2 separate regions of the Gossypium hirsutum genome follow, and region 2 is linked to region 1. The links are chromatin contacts, called in public Hi-C maps. All regions are on one chromosome and are shown on one strand. The core of a region is the stretch at or near the end of the contact, and the rest is flanking DNA. Distances in the headings are between cores, read along the strand shown.

The links. A called contact is a pair of places that touch in the nucleus more often than the background predicts.
Region 2: a Hi-C map of leaf shows a contact between it and region 1, with 3 times the contacts expected there. The contact joins the enhancer-like site here to the promoter of LOC107941975 in region 1. A contact is called at or near these places in 16 of 34 Hi-C or Micro-C datasets (anther, callus, cotyledon and 4 more).

The regions. Positions count from the first base shown.
Region 1 is chrD07:17,060,843-17,066,250 of Gossypium_hirsutum_v2.1, forward strand. LOC107941975 (putative axial regulator YABBY 2) reads left to right here and starts at 2,116. Exons shown (of 6, transcript XM_041097616.1): 1 at 2,116-2,674; 2 at 4,239-4,358; 3 at 4,787-4,910. The coding sequence starts at 2,606.
Region 2 is chrD07:17,104,795-17,110,202 of Gossypium_hirsutum_v2.1, forward strand. It overlaps LOC107941977 (ubiquitin C-terminal hydrolase 13), which reads right to left. Exons shown (of 32, transcript XM_016875612.2): 29 at 5,189-5,305; 30 at 4,874-4,948; 31 at 4,693-4,779; 32 at 2,868-3,070. The coding sequence ends at 3,059. Among protein-coding and RNA genes, the nearest start is that of LOC107941977, 16 kb to the right of the region's middle. Within about 2 kb of position 3,102, at least 2 of the 9 cell types and tissues checked have an H3K27ac peak or open chromatin away from gene starts, as enhancers often do. A contact at or near this core is called in cotyledon and leaf, where this site is marked.

The sequences.
Region 1 (5,408 bases), core at 866-3,365:
TGGGAGGAGGTATAAATGCAATTATCCCATTGAACCAAGGGAACCAAATTAAGTTGTGATGTGGCATTGTAACTTCAAATTGAATTGTTTTCAAACACACCTAAATAAAAATACTATAACACATAAAATTAGGTGCAAAGCAATGATTTATCATTAAGGCAATGCTCACCGGACTATGAATGTCATTTGGCTTTCTAATATAGCTGTAAATATTCGTTATAACAATAATTATAAATTAAGACACTAAATTTATAACACTTTCTTTCAACTTTTTTGTTCTTTACAACGTTTTTTTTTTGTTAATTTTTATGAAAAAGTAAAAATAATGAAAAAGTTGTTAATTAATTTTAAAAAACTAACTTAAATAAATTTTTAAGACACTTCTATCATCCTCCTCAAATTTCTTTACAGTAATTATTTAAGTTTTAACGTGGTTAAGTAAATTTTTCTTTATGATTTAAGGGTGTTTTTTTTATATAATATTTAGAACTATTCATAGACTCTTTTCAACTTTTAAATAGGAGGATAATGCATTTCAGCACACTCAAACCATGTCCTCCTGTACTAACAACAATATTGATACCAATCGAGCTAAAACTCAACGACGATTATATATATATTAATTTAAATTAATTATATTTATTAGCTAAACTTTAATATGAATTTTGAATATATTGAAAAATTAAAAGATAAATAATAATTGTATAAGTTAAAAACCACAATTTTAAAAAATATATATGTTAAGTTATAGGGAATAACTTATGTAAGATCCTAAAAATAAATAAAATTTTGCCACATCATCAAATTTTAAATATATGACATTATTTTTATACACTCACCCGTAGAGAAATTATGGACCTTTTTTACCACATTATTCATGGTCTCTTTTCAATTATTTAATCACATTTCAACAATTTTTTCCATGCCATTGACACATAATTTTGATAAATTTTTTTATCCTGAACCCTGGATATAGAATCCCGAACCCAAAACTCAAAACCTAGAACCCTAAACATGAGCTCATAACCCCAAATATTTAAACCATGAACCCCAAACTCATAACTCGTAACTCCAAACCCTTAAACATGAACCAATAACCCTAAATCATAAGCCTTGAATATTAAATCTTGAACCCTGAATCTCAAATCCCAAACTCTAACCCCAAACCTCAAGGTTCAAGGTTTAAAGTTCAAGGTTCGGGGTTCAAAGCAAAATAATTACCAAAATTATGTGTTAATGACATAGAAAAAATTGCACAAAAATTACTACTTTTTTTAAAATAGGTTAAACAAAAAAAATAACTTATGAAAAAAACTGATTAAAATTTGTAAAAGAAGAAAAAATATTTGTTTATAATTTAAAAAATTAAATATTTTAAGTAATTTAATTAAAGTTAAATTAAATTGGAGAAGATATTAGATATAGATGAATGTATAATAATACTTTGCTATCTTTAAAATTTAATAATGTGACACTATTTTATTGGTACCTAAAAACTATGCTTTTTAAGATAATCCTAATATGGTTTATTCCCTAAGTTATATATTAATGTAATTTAGAAATTTTTATAATTAATTTTTCCTTTTAACTTTTTTCAATAATTTAATTATTATTTTTAATATTCAAAATTAAACATTAATAGATTTTAAAATTGAAAAATTATTTTTTAGTATTTTTGAATAATCTAATTATTTTTAATATTTAAATTTATTTAATATTTAAAAACCATATACTATTTTTTATAAATAAAAATTATGTATTAAGACCATTTATCTTTATTATTATTTTGAGATTTTTTTATATCATTCATATCCGTGTTTGGAATATTCGTAATTATTCCTTCTAACAATGTCATATTCAAGGTTCAAACCTAGATCCTCCCCTTACAAGTATTGCACCTAACCATTTATTAATTATTTTCAGACTTATTTTTTTATATTATTTATGTCCATTTTACAATTCATGTTTAAGATTTATGCTTACCCCTCTAATAATTTCATCTCTAATATTTGAATATAATTTACCTTAGAATTGCACTCAAACTCTTATTAATTATTTTCTAAGTTTAAAACTCGATATTGAATATAAAACCCATTTTCTTGTATACTTTGGCTTAAAACATTCGGAAGCATTAATATATCCCCGCCCCCGCCCTTGCCAACCCCCCCCCCCCTTCGTCCGCTACTCAAAGCAGGACGATTTTCACCCACTCATTCCATCAATCATAACACCCCCTTTCTCTCTCTCTCTCTCTTCCTTTTCTTTCTTTGCCGTTCTTTCCATTTCCTTCCCACCATATTTACTTCACTACTTTCTTCCTAATTTCTCTCTCCCGATTGGACTGGACTTGTCATATCATATTTTTTGTACACTTCTCAAATCCCTCTGTCTCTTATAATTAATTCATATAAAATACAAGCAATACCCAATAATTTTCTTGTTCTTTGTCGTCCTACCATCTTCCCTTTCTTATTACTATTCTTCTTCTCTTCAACCTTGATCCATTTATGCTACTCTTTCTTTTTCTTTTCCTTCATTTGTTGTTGAGGAACGTTATATAGTTAGGAGAAAGAAAGTATTGAGAAGCCAAAAGAGAGGGGAAAAAATGTCAATGGACTTGACATCTGAACGTGTTTGGTATGTTCACTGCAACTTCTGCAACACCATTTTAGCGGTACTGCACTGAATTCCATTACTATATATTTCTTTCTTTCTCCACCTCTCAACGTGTTTGGTATGTTCACTTTATTTATTTATTTTAAATGTCTTTCCTTTCTGTAAAAGTGAGTTGAATTTGCCATGACTGGCTTGTTTCTGTTTGTTGAAATAGTTTTCGTTATTTTCTCGAAGAACAAAGTGGGAGATTTTTCTTGATTTAACCTGAAAGATGTCCCAAAAAATCCACGTTACCTACATGATTCATGGTTGATGGATCGTGAGATTTTTCTTGATTTTAACTTGGAAAATGACTAAAAGCAACGATCTAGAATTCCCATCTAAAACAAGCACAAGTGTTGTAGTTGGAGCGAAGTGAAAGCATTCTGGAAGGCCCTTTCAAAGTTTGATCTCTCATGAGCAAGTAAATGAAAGCTTGGGCAAGTGAGTGATAAAACTTTCCCGAGATAGCTACAGATAGGCTAAGCCTAGGGTTCTTCCAGGTCAATGTACAAGTCAAAAAATAGACGAGTTTCTTTCATTTTCTGCATTTCAACCTCATGGTTATGGTATTTCATGTCCGATTTACTAAAGTCATCTCTCTAAGTGCAAGTTCATGGTTATGTTTTCTGGTCAAAGCTGGAAATTAAAATAATGATTTTTCAAAGATCTTTTCCTCTTTAAGGCGGTGTTGCTTTTGTTTTCTAACCAAGCACTGGAACAACGCACTCATCTTTATTTATGATCGATATTCGATGATATCATCATCAACTTCTTTATTATATAATCTGTTGCATAGGTTGGGGTCGGTCTGACCTTTTAAGTACAAAAATGGTTTTTTTTCTTTCCTTATACAAAGAGGTTGTGGAGAGAGAGCTTGGCCAAGAGAGAAATCATGGGGTACCCAATAACTTTTTTTTTCTTCATTCATATATAAACATGCCTCTGTTAAGCAAACCCCTTTTGAAAACCAACAAAAATTACATTTAAAATACAATCTAGTCGCGTTCTTTTCATCTTTCTCTTTCTCTTTCGTCAATCAGGGCTTATACATATGCGTGTGTGTGTGTGTGTTTTTCCTATCTTTTATAATCTTGGTTGCGGTGTCAGGCGCACCGAAAGGAAAGCAGATATTGGAAGAAGTCCTTTGAAGTTAATAGTTATAATTATTTGCCCATGTAATTTGGTATCTGATATTAAAGAGACTCATATTAAAATTTGAAAGGATTAGTTCATGAATGCTTTCGCTTCTGTTTCTCCTTCTGTCAAACTGATTTGGCAGGACTTGGGATGTTCCAAGTTTCTATATTATGAAACTTCAGTCTTTTGGGGGTATTCTGGGTCTGGATATGGCAGATCTGAAGACTGTATGTGGGAATTTTGGAATCTAAATAGATATGAGGCTTGGATTTCTTGCTTAGGGTTTGAAATTGTTTTAAACAGCTTTGAATGACCAAAAGAGAAAGATAGGGTTGATGGCATGCTGTGCTGACAAAGCTTAACAGCTTCAGACATGGTTGCATTTTGAGCAGGTGTCACGACATTAAGAACCATTAACAATTCAGAAATGGTAACCTTTGCAGGTTAGTGTTCCATGCAACAGTGCGTTCAACATCGTGACTGTTAGATGTGGGCATTGTGCCAATCTGCTGTCTGTAAATATGGGAACTTCACTTCAAACAGTTCCCAGTCAAGATGCTCAGGTAATTTCAGCTTCTTTTTTTGTGCTCCCCCCCGCCCCCCGGTTTTTCGGGACATTCTTATCACTTTCTCAAATATTAATTAAATAAAATAATAATTTAATAAAGAATGTTAGCAGTAAGACAAGGAATAATATATAATATTACTTTTTCTTTTTGAGTGACCAAAGGTTCCTAAGCATATTATTTTATGGGTTTATAAGATAGGGTATGAGTCAATCATTGTTTGTTTCAGATGATTTCAACCTCTTTCATCTGATTTATTCCCCAACTTTTTAGTTTCTCCTATAGGGTTTTTTGAGGCTAAATCTTTAGCTTACGCCCCAAGTTTAGGTTCAATAGAATTTTACCTCTTTTTCTTTTCTTAAATGTTATTAAAGGCTTTGTGGGCCAATTCTTTGGATGATTTACTTGTTTGTTTTGTCTTGTAGAAACAGCAGATAACGATTGATGAAGATCATTCAAATAAGGAATGTGGGTCGTCTTCCAAATGCAACAAGTTTTCTGCAGTTGATTCTACAGAGCAAGAAGCAACTAGAATGCCACCTATTCGCCGTTTGTCTCACTCTCTCAATCTTTTATATATAATGTGTGTCATTCAAATGCATTGAGATAGGTGCCATTCAGTAAATTTTACATGCATAGCTGATACCAAAGTGCGTTAAATGCTGAACCAACTACCAATGCCTTTTTGATGATGGATAAACGTCTCCCCTCACAAAAGGCCGTAATATAGTAAATAACGAGGCTGAATCAATCACACAACATTATGATACAGGGCCACTTGAGGAGCTAGCTTTCACCTATCAAGCAACTCATTTGATTTTTCCTCTCAACCATGGCCCCTCCCAAGATGGTGACCTTACACACAACAAGTTTAACTCATTAATTATTAACAATTCCCTAGACACCACCCGTATACCATAACAAAGTTTCCCCCCTATATCATCACGTACGCTAAATCATCATATTGCAGTTATCACAAAGAATTCAAAGCAACGCTATTTGCCTTTCTGGTTTGCTTGTATGTAGATAGGCCATTATTGAGTACGT
Region 2 (5,408 bases), core at 1,852-4,351, 45 kb after region 1:
AGTGAGGTCCTAAATAGTTTGGCTAAGTTGGGTTTTAGTGGAAATTGGTTAAATTACGAGTTTTGGACTTATGGACTAGATTGCATAAAAGGTATGTTAGGGATAATTTTGTAAAAAATGTATAAAAGTACTTATTAGCATAATTTTGTAGGAATTGGTTAATTTAATGGGATTATTATTATAGATCAAGAACGAGTTGAAAATCAAGGAAAAGAGAAAGTTGTTGAATAGTCCCTGAAATTTTGTCATTGTTGTAGTTTAGCTTGGTAAGTTTGTTCGATTTAATTTAATACATTTGTTATGCTTATCTTGTAAAACTAAATTGTTGAATGTTAGTTTAATATAGTCAATGTTAAGGTAAGGGAAATTATAGATATGATTTGTATATACTGTTGGTTGGTAATGTGTACCCCTATGCAGGATAAGCGTAGGATAGAGTACAATTGACAGGCTAATAGGTTATAATGCGCGTTGTACGAGATTGATATGAGATGAGATTATGGTTCCTATATATTTCTTGTTCACTGAATATATAAAAGTCATGCATTTGTTGCGGACTATCGTGTAATATTACAATATTTTTTGGCGTGTTAGCGAGGGCGAATGTTAGCCTACGGGCTAAGCACTTAGTGCCGAGGCGTGTTATCAGTTGGATTGGCTCATATGAGTGTTTGGTGTGTTTTCTAACGGTTAACCGTGCACCTATATCCATATATCGTTCATTGACAACATTCTAGTGAAAACGGATTATTATTTGAATTGTGGTGTCAATGATGGCATATTGGTTAGGCACCTAGGTTGATTGTTTGGCATGCTTTGAGTATTTTTTTAATGTGTTTTGAGGGCTTGTATGCATGTGCTTTTGGTATGTTTAGGTACCTAACCATTTGGGAGTGAAAATGACAAGTTTTGGGTTGAATTTGGATGCACACTACCTGGGATACGAGCTGTCACAAGGACGTGTGTTACACACGGTCGTGTGCCTTATTTGTATTCAGTACAGGTTGGTTCACACGGGCATAGAGAGTTACATGGCCATGTGACCTTATATTACATGGGCACAGTTAGTTACACGGTTAGCGAACACGGGCGTGTGAAGTAGCCACACGGCCATGTTTTGAGCCACAGGGTCTGGGCTCTATCACACGGCCGTGTGACCCCTGTTTTGAAATTTTTCATATTTTTACTAAATCTTCTGATTTGTTTCTAATTGGTCCCCGATTATTTCTAAACTATTTTTAAGGCTTCGTAGACTCGATTTTAGACCCATGAGTGTATGTTTCACTTTAAATTACATGATAATATAAATTTTGACAATTAATTAGAAAATTTGATGCTATTTGATAATAAATGTTCTGCTTTGTATTGTAATACTCCGTAATCCTACTCCGGCAACGAAAACAGGTTAGAGGTGTTACAAAGTATCTGTAAGGATTGCTTCATTTTCCATATTGACTAAAGTTTATTTGACATGGCATGGTACTAAATCTTCCGACCAATAAGCTTCACAAGCACAGTCTTGGACGTCCGTTGTGCAATAAAATCATGAACCCGTTCAAAAAACTTAATCGAAGGTATCCCATCAACCACTTCCTTCATGGCATCACCTTCATTTAAGATGAAATTCTCATCCTTTTGCGACAAGCCAATATCGCCAAAGGTACCTAATAACCTGTCTTTCCATGACATAGTGGTTTTCTCACTTGAGCCAATTGACATCCCCGCTCCATCCACAATAGGATCACCAAAATCCAAAGGTTCATTCGACCTCTTCCCAATCTTCTTCATTGCTCGTGCTAAGGTTCCATCAACAGTCAACACCCCGTCAATCATTTTTCCTTAAAACTTTTATTATTAGTTTTACCCTTTTTAATTTTCTTGAATAATGATATGTTTCAACAATGGAAATAAAATTAATGGTTGCACTTCATTATAACCTCAATAATTATTTACTTGTAAGTCTTTTATATACCAAAATATAATATGAAAACAAATAATATCTTCAAAATAATATCTTAATTATCATGATAAAACTTTATTCTCTCAATCTATTTTAAATTTAATAATTCTTTTCCTATTTTGTTGGAGTGTTGAGATTTACTAAACATTCCAGACCAACAATAATTGAGAAAAATTGGAACCAAATTTTACCGACTTAATTAAATGATAATAACTCAATCCAATTATGTCACGTGACAGTGTTTCAAATTGGACCGCTTCAATGTAGTTGATGTTAACAAAACATTTACTTGTCATGATTAAGACAAGCAACTATCTGAACCTATTGACATGAATCATGACTTGTAAGTCAAAAACAACTTTATTTGTTTAAAGCTCCTAGATTTTAAGGGGAGAGAATGGTTGTGAGAATAAGAGTGAAGATGAGGTTTGAGATTTTGTGGTTACACTTCTAGTGCCATAAAATAGAATTCCCCAGTTTCAAGTTCACAGTTCAAATGCCATAAAATGTACTTTCCGAGCTTTGATACTTATGTCACTATTCTTAAGAAAAGATATATAGCTTATCGAATATTTTAAGAACAGATATCTTGCGGCAACCGTAAATCTAGAAGAGCCTGGCCTTGATCTTAAAAAAAATGATAAATTGCAGTTAAATCCTTATAAAACTATAAATTAATATAACGGTATTGAATTTTTACCCAAAAAAATTTATTTCAATTTTATTCCCTATAATGATTTTCTAACTTTGGCTTGCCTAGCGGATTTATATTGAAACCCCAAATGTTGAAAAAACACCCATAAAAGTGATTGTACCATAAAAGTTCCAAATTCCTTTTTCCATTTTTTTTTTTTGCATGTTTGTTTAATTTTTGCCCATCTTCTCTTTAAACAAATGTTAATAGATATAAAAGACAACTGATAATAAGCAATCATTGAAACAAAGTAAAGGTTGATAGTTGAAACTGAATTTCAATCGGGGAGAAAAACCAATTTGGCTAAAGTGAGTGAGAAATGGGAACATAGGAGGTGAGGTGAGGGAAAATTGGTCCTGCAGTTACCGAGCTCATGTACCATGTTAATACAATTATGATTGAAGTCAAGTCACATCCTGCACAAAAAAGGAAAAGAGAGGAGATAAGGTCCACTATACTACTAAAAATCAGTAAGGCAAAAAGGTAATATAATATCTCCACCTTATCCTATGTATATATCTTTTGTCATTTTCCCTATTCTTTTTTTATTAATCGAGAATTTACTTGGATGACAGGCATCCACAAAGTGAATCGAACTTAAGCATGCAGGTAGTCATGGAGATATTGAAACAGTTAAGTCGTGAATTGACCATCAATAATCAGTTTAATTCAGTGGTCAATCACCAGTTATACAATTACAGTAAAAGAATTAGAGTCCCTAATTAACAACCTTTGGAAACAAAACATGATAACATAAAAGCAAGTGGTTATAGGTATAAAACAGTTTTGTTAGTAAGCAAGCTTTCTAATTCTACCACTAAAAAGTTCCACATACCACACACCTTAAGAGTTTATAAAAGATTTAAAATTACAATTTATCATAAACTTCGAAAATAACATTATTAAAAAAAAAACAACAATGAACATGGACCATAAAAAAATAATATCACCATGACAAGGCCTACAATGGGTAGGCGAAAAAAAAAGCAGTACCTAAATTGAATATCTTTATAACAAAATAGGTAATTGCTTCGACAGAGTGGAAAATATTTCTCAAGAGAAACAAGAAAATGGAAAATAAAATATATCCCATTATTATGAATAAATTTGATTTACTTTGGATTACTCCGAATCATAATACCAAACTCAGATTTGTAACCATATAAAAACAAGTTCAATATAAAAAGAAATCAGTAATGATTGAGATTGAGATTGGGATTTCAGAGTTAGGCGAAAGTAGCGCAAATATGAAGAGAATCTTTAGATATAATAATAATAAGCCATAATAATAGGCTTGAAAAAGAATGGCAATCAACCATTACAAAGGGCAGCAGCTAATGCTAAATGCATCAGATGATCTACATGGACAAAATCAGGGCAACCAACCAAAGGGAATGGCAAAAATCACAACCTTCTCCCAACTATACTGTGTATACATAAATTCACTAATAATCAAAATCTTGTTTATGTACTGACAAATTACACAGGCAACTTGCCCCCATTTACGTTTTGATTGAAGATTGAACCAACCAACCAACCTCGATTTAAAGACGGAAAGTAGTAGCAAAAATCTCAGCGGATCGTAATTGTCATTTGCAGATGCACACTTTGATTACGTAAAAGGAAGTAGTCCTTCAAATTGACACTACCGAAAGAATTACATTTATCCAACAAATCAACAAGCAAAGGTCACAGATGCCATTTCAGTGCTAACTTGTTGCCTCACATTGTCATTTGCTTTTAGTTCATGTAGAGTGCCACTCTTTTGTGCAATGTCACCAAAGGGAGGTAAAATCTAAAATAGTCCCTAATTGTATATTTTAACAGGCTTCTCAAAGGTGTGCCGGTTCTGCAAAGAAGCGTGATTTTATTAGAGTCTACTATTCCGGGCATCGCCAAAGGCCAGTCATTTTCATGGACTTGGAAAAAGCAGATAGATTAATCGTAGCCTTAAAGAATATCTTTATCCTTAGGGTATGTTTCTTATCAACTGATTTCTGCTGAAACTTTGGGAATACTTTTAATAAAGGGTTATTACCTGATTAGCAGCATAAGCTCTTTTCGGAGCATTGTCAGAGTGCTCCAGCCCAAGATACTGCTCCCAAGCACCATAAACATCTCGTCTCTGAGTATATGTATAGTAAAACCAAAATTAGAGTAAAATCCTAATGAAACTTGGAAAATTTTTCAAATATCTATAAGCAAAACAATGTCCACACCTGAAAACGACTAGATACAATATCAGAATCTTGAAGGTACTCCGGCCGGCCAAGTGAGAGGAATGCAAACTTCCACTGAAAAAACAAATAGGATTCATATAAATAAAACGAAGAATACATAACTGAAAAGGAAAAACAACTAGTTAAAAAGAAATATTAACACAAGATACATCACCATCAGAGTTCCTAATATACATCAATTCAAATTTTATTTACCCAGCCAAAAAGAGGAGAGAGAAAAGGGGTTGAACACGTTAAGAATTAGGGTAAATCAGTGAGCACAAGTTCACTTAGGATTCAGGAAGTACAACAAACCTTAGCAAAGTCCTCATCAGGAACTTGCAGCTTCTTTTGTATTCGGACTTTTATTTCAGCCAAAGTCTCACCTTCATGAATCACCAAGAAAAAGGGCTCTCCAAAATTCAGAATTTGCTGTCAAAACAAGAGGCAAAAACATTGGTAAGGAAACATAATAGTGATAAAGTAGTAATCTTAGGCAAAGCAAAATGGCAACTGAAGATAAGATGATGTGAAA